Linked DNA regions of Macaca mulatta: region 1 is linked to region 2. A link is a contact called in public Hi-C data. All regions are on one chromosome and are shown on one strand. Each heading gives the region's core, a stretch centred on a gene start, on an enhancer-like site or on the middle of the called end of the contact. The rest is flanking DNA. Distances are from core to core; before and after follow the strand shown.

Region 1 (3,490 bases), core at 689-3,188, 240 kb after region 2:
GACAGAGGCAATATACAACTCTGGGTTCACACACAAGCTGAGATGAGAAGAGGAATGAGCCATATATTGTGGAAAATCATAGTTTGTAGGTATAATTATATAGTGCTTTTCTCCCTCAAAGTATTTTTCTAGTCTTGAATTCATTTTATCTTCATTATATAATCCCTGTGAAGTAGGTGGGACAAGTATGAGGGGAAGAGGGGTGCTGAATTTTTAGGCCAAAGACTGATATTAATACAAATCACTCACTAACTGTAGAGCCTTGGGCATATCAGTGAACTGCTCTAAGATTTACTGTCTTCATCTGTTTAATGAGTAGAATATCCGTGATGCCTACCTCACAGGGTTGTTGTGAGGGTCAAATGAGAATGTATGTGAAAGATTTGTAAATGGTAAAGCACTATATTCTTGTTTGTTAGTCCTTTTTCCTTTCTTTGGGTAGACCTACAGTCAGATGTTTTGTTTTATTGATCACTTATTTTCCTTACTGATAAGACTGTCATTTTATAGACATATTCCTATTTCATATATTCTCTCTCTCTTGTTAGAGAACCTTTCTTTGTTTTTGGTCAAAACACATAGAAAACAAAATGATCCAATGAAAACTGGTTTAACTAGCAAAAGCCTTGGCACCTGTTGGAGACTATGGCCAAGCCAATTATAAGGGCATTTAAATCAGCCCTGTTAGTAGGAATGTGGCTATGGCTGGTGGTGCCTCTTCAAGTCACAAGTTTGTTTTTGGAGTGGGCCCAGAAGATCATTCGCTTGAATAGATTTCTCTTTTACCAATTTGAGTACCTCCTACATGGGCAGCAGTGGACTAAGTGCTGGGTGTGATAAAGAGGAATGACTTAATTATGAGACTATATAATCAAATACAGTGTGGGTTAGGACCTGTGACAGACCATTATTATAAAGCATGGCTCCATGAGGGTTTTGGAAGAGAGGGAGACTTGGCTTCTTTAGTTGGTGTGACAGTTTTTTGGTAGATACAGGTTGAAATTTTTTTGTGGCAGCCAATCCTCATGTGCTTTTTACTCATTGGATTAGTATTAATATTTATGTCAGTAAGCCAGGTGACTGTGACTGTCTTTGGTACTATCCTTTTTGAACAGAAAGGCAACATGTGGGTTCGATAATCACACTTTTAGGTGAAACTGACTTGCTTAAACTGCTGTAACAGTCAGTGCTATTTAAGAATTCAGGATCAGCCTAGACTCTAGAGGTCCTCTTCAACATTTCTGTCAAGGATTTGGATGAAGACAATATACCACAAGATGCTCGATGGAAGAGAGAATGGATCCCACCAGTTAAGCTCCTGTTATGCTTCTGTTGCTTTGTCTATAAAATATCAACTTCACATCTTGCCTACCTCACAAGGTGGTTGTAAGAATCAAATTAAATATAACGGATGTAAAAGTGCCTTGCAAACTGTAAAGGATTACATACAGACCAGATGGTAGTGCCAAATCTGTGACACAAATTGGAAAGTCTGTTTGGAAGACTATATTGAAACAAGCTTTAAAATGATTAACCACGTGGAATACCCAAACTGCTGGGCCTAAACCAAAAAGTTGAAGTATCAAGTCTTAACGTTTAGGTTCAGAAATGCAGCTATAGACATTTAGGCACTAGGATTGCTGACAAAGTGTTAGTTCCAGTGATTATCAATGTGAACCACTCTATGGATCCTTAAAAAAAATTCCATTCTGGAAAGTACAAATAGAAATATTGTCTAGGTGTTAAATGGTCATTCTGAAAGTTGTACTGTTTAGTATTGCTTTGTAGGAGTCAGATGTTTGATGAAATTGACAAGATTGAATGCAGGGCAAGAGACAGGGACCATCCTGGCCAACATGGTGAAACCCTGTCTCTACTAAAAATACAACAATTAGCTGGGCGTGGTGGTGGGCGCGTGTGGTCCCAGCTACTCAGGAGGCTGAGGCAGGAGAATCGCTTGAACCCGGGAGGCAGAGGTTGCAGTGAGCTGCAATCGTGCCACTGCACTCCAGCCTAGCGACAGACAGACCGAGACTCCGTCTCAAAAAAAAAAAAGTTCCTCAGTTACACTAGCAACATTTCAAGTGCTCATTCCTCATAGGACTAGCGGCTACATGTTTGACTGCAGAAAAATAACATGTCTATCATGTATATCAGTTGTATTGAATAGCACCATAGAATGGTTGAAATAGGATGTTCAGCAAGGAACAGAGAAGACTTAGTGGGTAATGAATACTGCAATTTGGTATTTGAAGTGCTGTCATGAAAAAGATGAAGACTATTCCTATTTTATTCTATTAGGCTTCAGGGAGTGTGGTTTGACTTTAATACTTTTTTTGAGACAGAGTCTCGCTCTGTCGTCCAGGCTGGAGTGCAGTGGCGCGATCTCGGCTCACTGCAAGCTCCGCCTCCTGGTTTCACGCGATTCTCCTGCCTCAGCCTCCCGAGTAGCTGGGACTACAGGCGCCCGCCACCTCGCCCGGCTAATTTTTTTCGTATTTTTAGTAGAGACGGGGTTTCACCGTGTTAGCCAGGATGGTCTCGATTTCCTGACCTCGTGATCCACCCGCCTCTGCCTCCTAAAGTGCTGGGATTACAGGCGTGAGCCACCGCGCCCGGCCGACTTCAAGAAATTTTTAAACAAAAGTTTACCACGGTGGAGTTGGCTGCCTTTCGAGATGGTGAGCTCTTTTCCCTTCGAACTGTTTAAGTGCATTTTGCATGTCTATTAGACACTATAGAGTTGGTTCGTTTTGGGTCAGAGGTTGGGCTAGATGACCTCTAAGGGTGTATCCTACCTCTAACTTACGGGTTTAGACAAAACCAAAGTCCTATACCTTCCCGCATGTGCGTATAGGGCTGTGCTTTAAGAGGATCCTCTTGTCAAAGTTCCAGTTCTAGAGCCTGATTGTCAAAGATAAAAATTCCTCTAGATTTCTCGGACATACTTGGTGACAAGCATTTGCTTTTGTTTGCTTTCATTATTCAATACTTTGATCTCTAATCTGAACGAGGTCATAGAAGAGGCAGTGTTCTATGGGGGATGGAATTCCTGGAGTAGACTTTGACAAGGCGGGAAGGAGGGCAAATTGAGTCCCGTTGGGTTTGAAGTGGCAGCAGTATCCACTATCGGAGACTTACTGAAGAAAGAAGGTAAGATGTTTTAGCTTGGCTGCATCTGCTTTCCTATCAGGGTCCAGCTACCTGCTAGAACAAAGTCACGGTGACCCGTGACTCTGCCTTGGTTGAGGTTTGCCCTCAGTGTGGCTGGCTCCCCCATACCTTTCTTTGCACATCCCAATCTATCCATCCACCTAGATCTGCTCAGACGCTTTCTCATCCAACTCCCGAGCATTATTTATCCGTGACCTTCCCACATAATATTTCGTAGCGAGGTTACTTACGCAGAGGTCCGATCTCTCTGTTCATCTTCAAGCAACCTGAGGGCAGGCAGGGTCCGAGTCGGATCCAGTTCTGTGCCCCTTGGTAG
Region 2 (3,667 bases), core at 66-2,565:
ACCTTCTGGTGCCAGGGCAGGTGCTGAAGTGACAGCCTCAACCTCTGGGAAACTCAGGCCAAGCTTCCATCCCTACCCTTAGCCCGGGGGCAGAAAAAATGCCCCTCCTCTCAGACCACCTGCTTCATCCCAGAACCGCCCATTCCTCTCCAAGACACCCATTTCACTACAAAGGCCGGCTCTCCCAAGGCCTCCTCCCGGAGAAAGCGTCCCTTTTAGGCTCTACCCCGTCAATCTCCGGCCGCTCACAAACACTTGTTTGACCTCCGGGCTCCCGCCCGACCCTCGGTCACCTGGGTCATTCCATCAATCCCCGAGATTCACAGAAGCGCCCGCCCATGCCCCAGCCCACCCGCTAGGCCGCAGGCCGGTCGGCGACAGGCACCTCACCAGGTGCTCTCACCCGCTGCGACCCTCCCCACCTGGCCCCCACCCGCTTCCCCACGGTGGAGGAGGGGCGCGCCCGCGAGCCTGGAGCGACGCGGGTGGGTCCGCGTGCCCGCCAAGCGTGGCTGACAAAGAGCGGGGACGCGCGACCGAGGACCAACAGGGCGCTGGGGCCAGCGGCCGAGCCCTGGGGCCGGGAAGCGACCTTCCCCGCCCAGCCCTGCCGGCTCCCGAAGGTCCGGCGCCGGGCCCCGACAGGGCTCCGTGTCCCATTTTACCGGGGAACACGCCTCCCTTCCACCCTGGCAGCGCCTGCACAGGGGAAACCCCAGCTCCGCGTCTTCACCGCTCCCCGGCTCCGGCCGCGGGGGCTGCAGGTGCGAGGCCCGCACGGCCGCTGTGCCCGCGCCTGTCAAGCCGCCTGTCCACGGCCGCCGGCTGCCGGGGGCTGGGGCGCGGCCGCCTGGGGCGATCAATCACTGCACCCCGCGCACCGGGTAGGGCGCCTCCATCCAACCCTGCGCCCCATGCCTTACCCTGGGAGCCGAAGGAGGAAGAAAACGGACCCGCGGCGGCAGCGAGCTGGAGCTCAGTCGAGGGGAGCGTGGCGGAGCCGAGGGGAGCGGCTCCCACAATGGCCGAGCTCGCGCCGCCGAGCCCCCCGCCCCCCGCGCCCTAGCGGCAGCGGCTGAAGCAGAGCCGGCGCAGCCGCCCAACCCGCTCCCCCACTCCCAGCGCCGACGCCGCCCCCCGCCCCCCGATGCGCGCTCCCCCCGCCCTGCACCCCACCCCTGCGCTTCCGCTCGCCCCGCGCTCCCCTGCCTGTCCGTCGCCCCGCGCCCCCTCCGCACTGACCCCGCGTCCTCTTGCCGCCTCCAGGCGGCCCCTCCCCTCTGCAGCTCCTCCCCGGTGGCCTCCGGTGTCCCCCCCAGGCCAACCACACCCCCAAATTCCCCGCCCTCTGCTCCGCGACCTCTCCGCCCCGGCCCCGCGGCCGCTCGCTGACCCGGGGCCAGCTCAGCCGGCCCGCCCCCTTGGAGTTCCTCACCGTCCCCAAGTCGCTCTCTCAGGCTGCCGAGCTGTCCATCTGCCCAGACCCCGATTCTCAAACAACCCTTTTCCATGCCCACCCCGCTTTCGCCGGTTTCCCTTAAACCCACATTCCGTCCCCGCCCTTGGCGCTCCTGCTCCAGCTGCCGGAGAGCGTCCTGCAGATCCTGCGGGAACTATAGGCCCACCTATCCTCTGGGCTTCTGGAACTGAATGGAAGGACCTAAAGAAGGCCTCATCTTCCCCGCAGGGTAAAGAGCAGAAAAGAACCAGGCCCCAACGAGGGAACTCAGTCTCTTTAGACAGCGCTAGCCCCAAGTGGAGCCTTGGAAGAGGCTTTATCCACCGAGGAAGCATTTATTGAGCTCCTTCTGCACGCACGATCTAATGATACACAAAACAAGAGGCAGGAGTCCCTTCTATCCTCTCCTAGGACAGATACGTGAATGTTTCCAGAGAGAGAGGGAATGTGTCTAAAGTCATTCCACTTAGTAACCTGCATAGCAACAGCTACCATATGGGCGTGTCTCCTGGTGACTGTGTCAGGCGCTTTACCTGGACCACGCCAAATCCAGTCCTCACAACCCTGTTCATTCATTCAACAAATATGTGCTGAACATCTATCCGGTGTCAGACCGCATGCAGGATACTGAAGATAGAGTGTGAGCAAGATGCATTTCATCCCTGCCTGTTGACCACGGGCTCACAGTCCAGCAGGAAAGATGGATGCATCCCATGAGGCAGTATTATTTCTAATGTATAGATGTAGAACTGAGATGATTTCCTCAAAGTCATGTAGGGAGAAAGTGGATGGTCCCAGGACTGGAGCCCTGTCTTCAGATTTCACATTCTGTTATTTTTCACCATAATGATTGGGAGAAAAAAAATGTGTTGGAGCAATTTACAAAGGTCCTTGAGCTAAGAAATTTGGCCTAAACTGGCTGGGCGTGGTGGCTCACGCCTGTAATCCCAGCGCTTTGGGAGGCTGAGGCTCACAGATCACCTGAGGTCGGGAGTTCGAGATCAGCCTGAGAAACATGGAGAAACCCTGTCTCTACTACAAATACAAAAAAATTAGCCGGGCATTGTGGCACATGCCTGTAATCCTAGCTACTCGAGAGGCTGAGGCAGGACAATCACTTGAACCCGGGAGGTGGATGTTGTGGTGAGCCGAGATCGTGCCATTGCACTCCAGCCTGGGCAACAAGAGTGAAAATTCCGTCAAGAAAGCAAGAAAGCAAGAAAGAAATTTGGCCTAAATTTAATGATTATAAGCAGCCAAGAAAGGTGTCAAAGTAACAGTGAAAGTAACCCAGAGGCAGGTGCCAGATGGGTGTGGATGGTTATGCTTGGGAGACTACTCTAGTAGTCCCAGCCAAAGGTAATGAGGCTTGCACTGGAGCAGGGACAATGGAGATGGGAAGGGATGTTTTCCACCCACTGAAACTTGCTAAATTTCTGTGTTTGCAGGCACTCTTTCGTATTAAGGGAAAGCAACCACCATTTACTAAACTCAGCATTTTGCATATATTATCTCATTAAGTCTTCCTAAAAACCCTGTGCAGTAGTTACCTTTATTATTCTCATTTTACAAATAAGGAAACAGAAACTTCAAGAGGTTAAATGACTTGCTGAAGACCACAAAGCAAACTAGTGTTGGAGCTGGGGTTCTCATCCAAGCCTGTCTCCAAATCTCATGCTTTAACCACTGCTCTCTACTATCTGAAACCAAGGCAAAGAATCTAGGTCCTATGACTCAGCCAAGGGTTCTTTTCCTTAGACCACAGGTACCTCGGGGGCTTCCGGAGAAAGATTAGGAGACCACAATTGTAATCTGCCTAAGTGCAGGTCCCTCTGTGGGATATTTTCTCCACAGAAGCCTGCAGAGGCCTCAGCACTGGAGAATTCTGCAGCCTGATTCTAAAGTTCCTATGGGACAATGGAATACTAGTCAGCGTTTAAAAGAAGAAAATCCTGGCTGGGTGTGGTGGCTCACACTTGTAACCCCAACACTTTGGGAGGCCAAGATGGGATAATTGCTTGAGGCCAGGCGTTTGAGACCAGCCTGGGCAACATGGGGAGACCTCAACTCTACAAAAAAAATTTAAAAATAAAAATAAATTAGCTGGGCATAGTGGCTCCCACCTGTAGTCCTAACTACTCTGGAGGCTAAGACAAGAGGATCACTTGAGCCCAGGAGCTTTTGAAGCTACAGTGAGTTGTGACCAAG

The links. A called contact is a pair of places that touch in the nucleus more often than the background predicts.
Region 1: a contact with region 2 is called in a Hi-C map of fetal cortex germinal zone, with 4 times the contacts expected there. The contact joins the promoter of RRAGC here to the promoter of LOC144334221 in region 2. A contact is called at or near these places in 2 of 14 Hi-C or Micro-C datasets (fetal cortex germinal zone and liver).

Annotation. Positions count from the first base shown.
Region 1 is chr1:201,946,172-201,949,661 of T2T-MMU8v2.0, forward strand. RRAGC (Ras related GTP binding C) reads left to right here and starts at 1,939. Exons shown (of 7, transcript XM_001113124.5): 1 at 1,939-3,490. LOC106997876 (a long non-coding RNA gene) reads right to left here. Exons shown (of 3, transcript XR_013403858.1): 1 at 3,405-3,490. MYCBP (MYC binding protein) reads left to right here. Exons shown (of 5, transcript XM_001113156.5): 5 at 1-418.
Region 2 is chr1:201,710,244-201,713,910 of T2T-MMU8v2.0, forward strand. LOC144334221 (microtubule-actin cross-linking factor 1-like) reads right to left here and starts at 1,316. Exons shown (of 4, transcript XM_077962934.1): 1 at 1,243-1,316.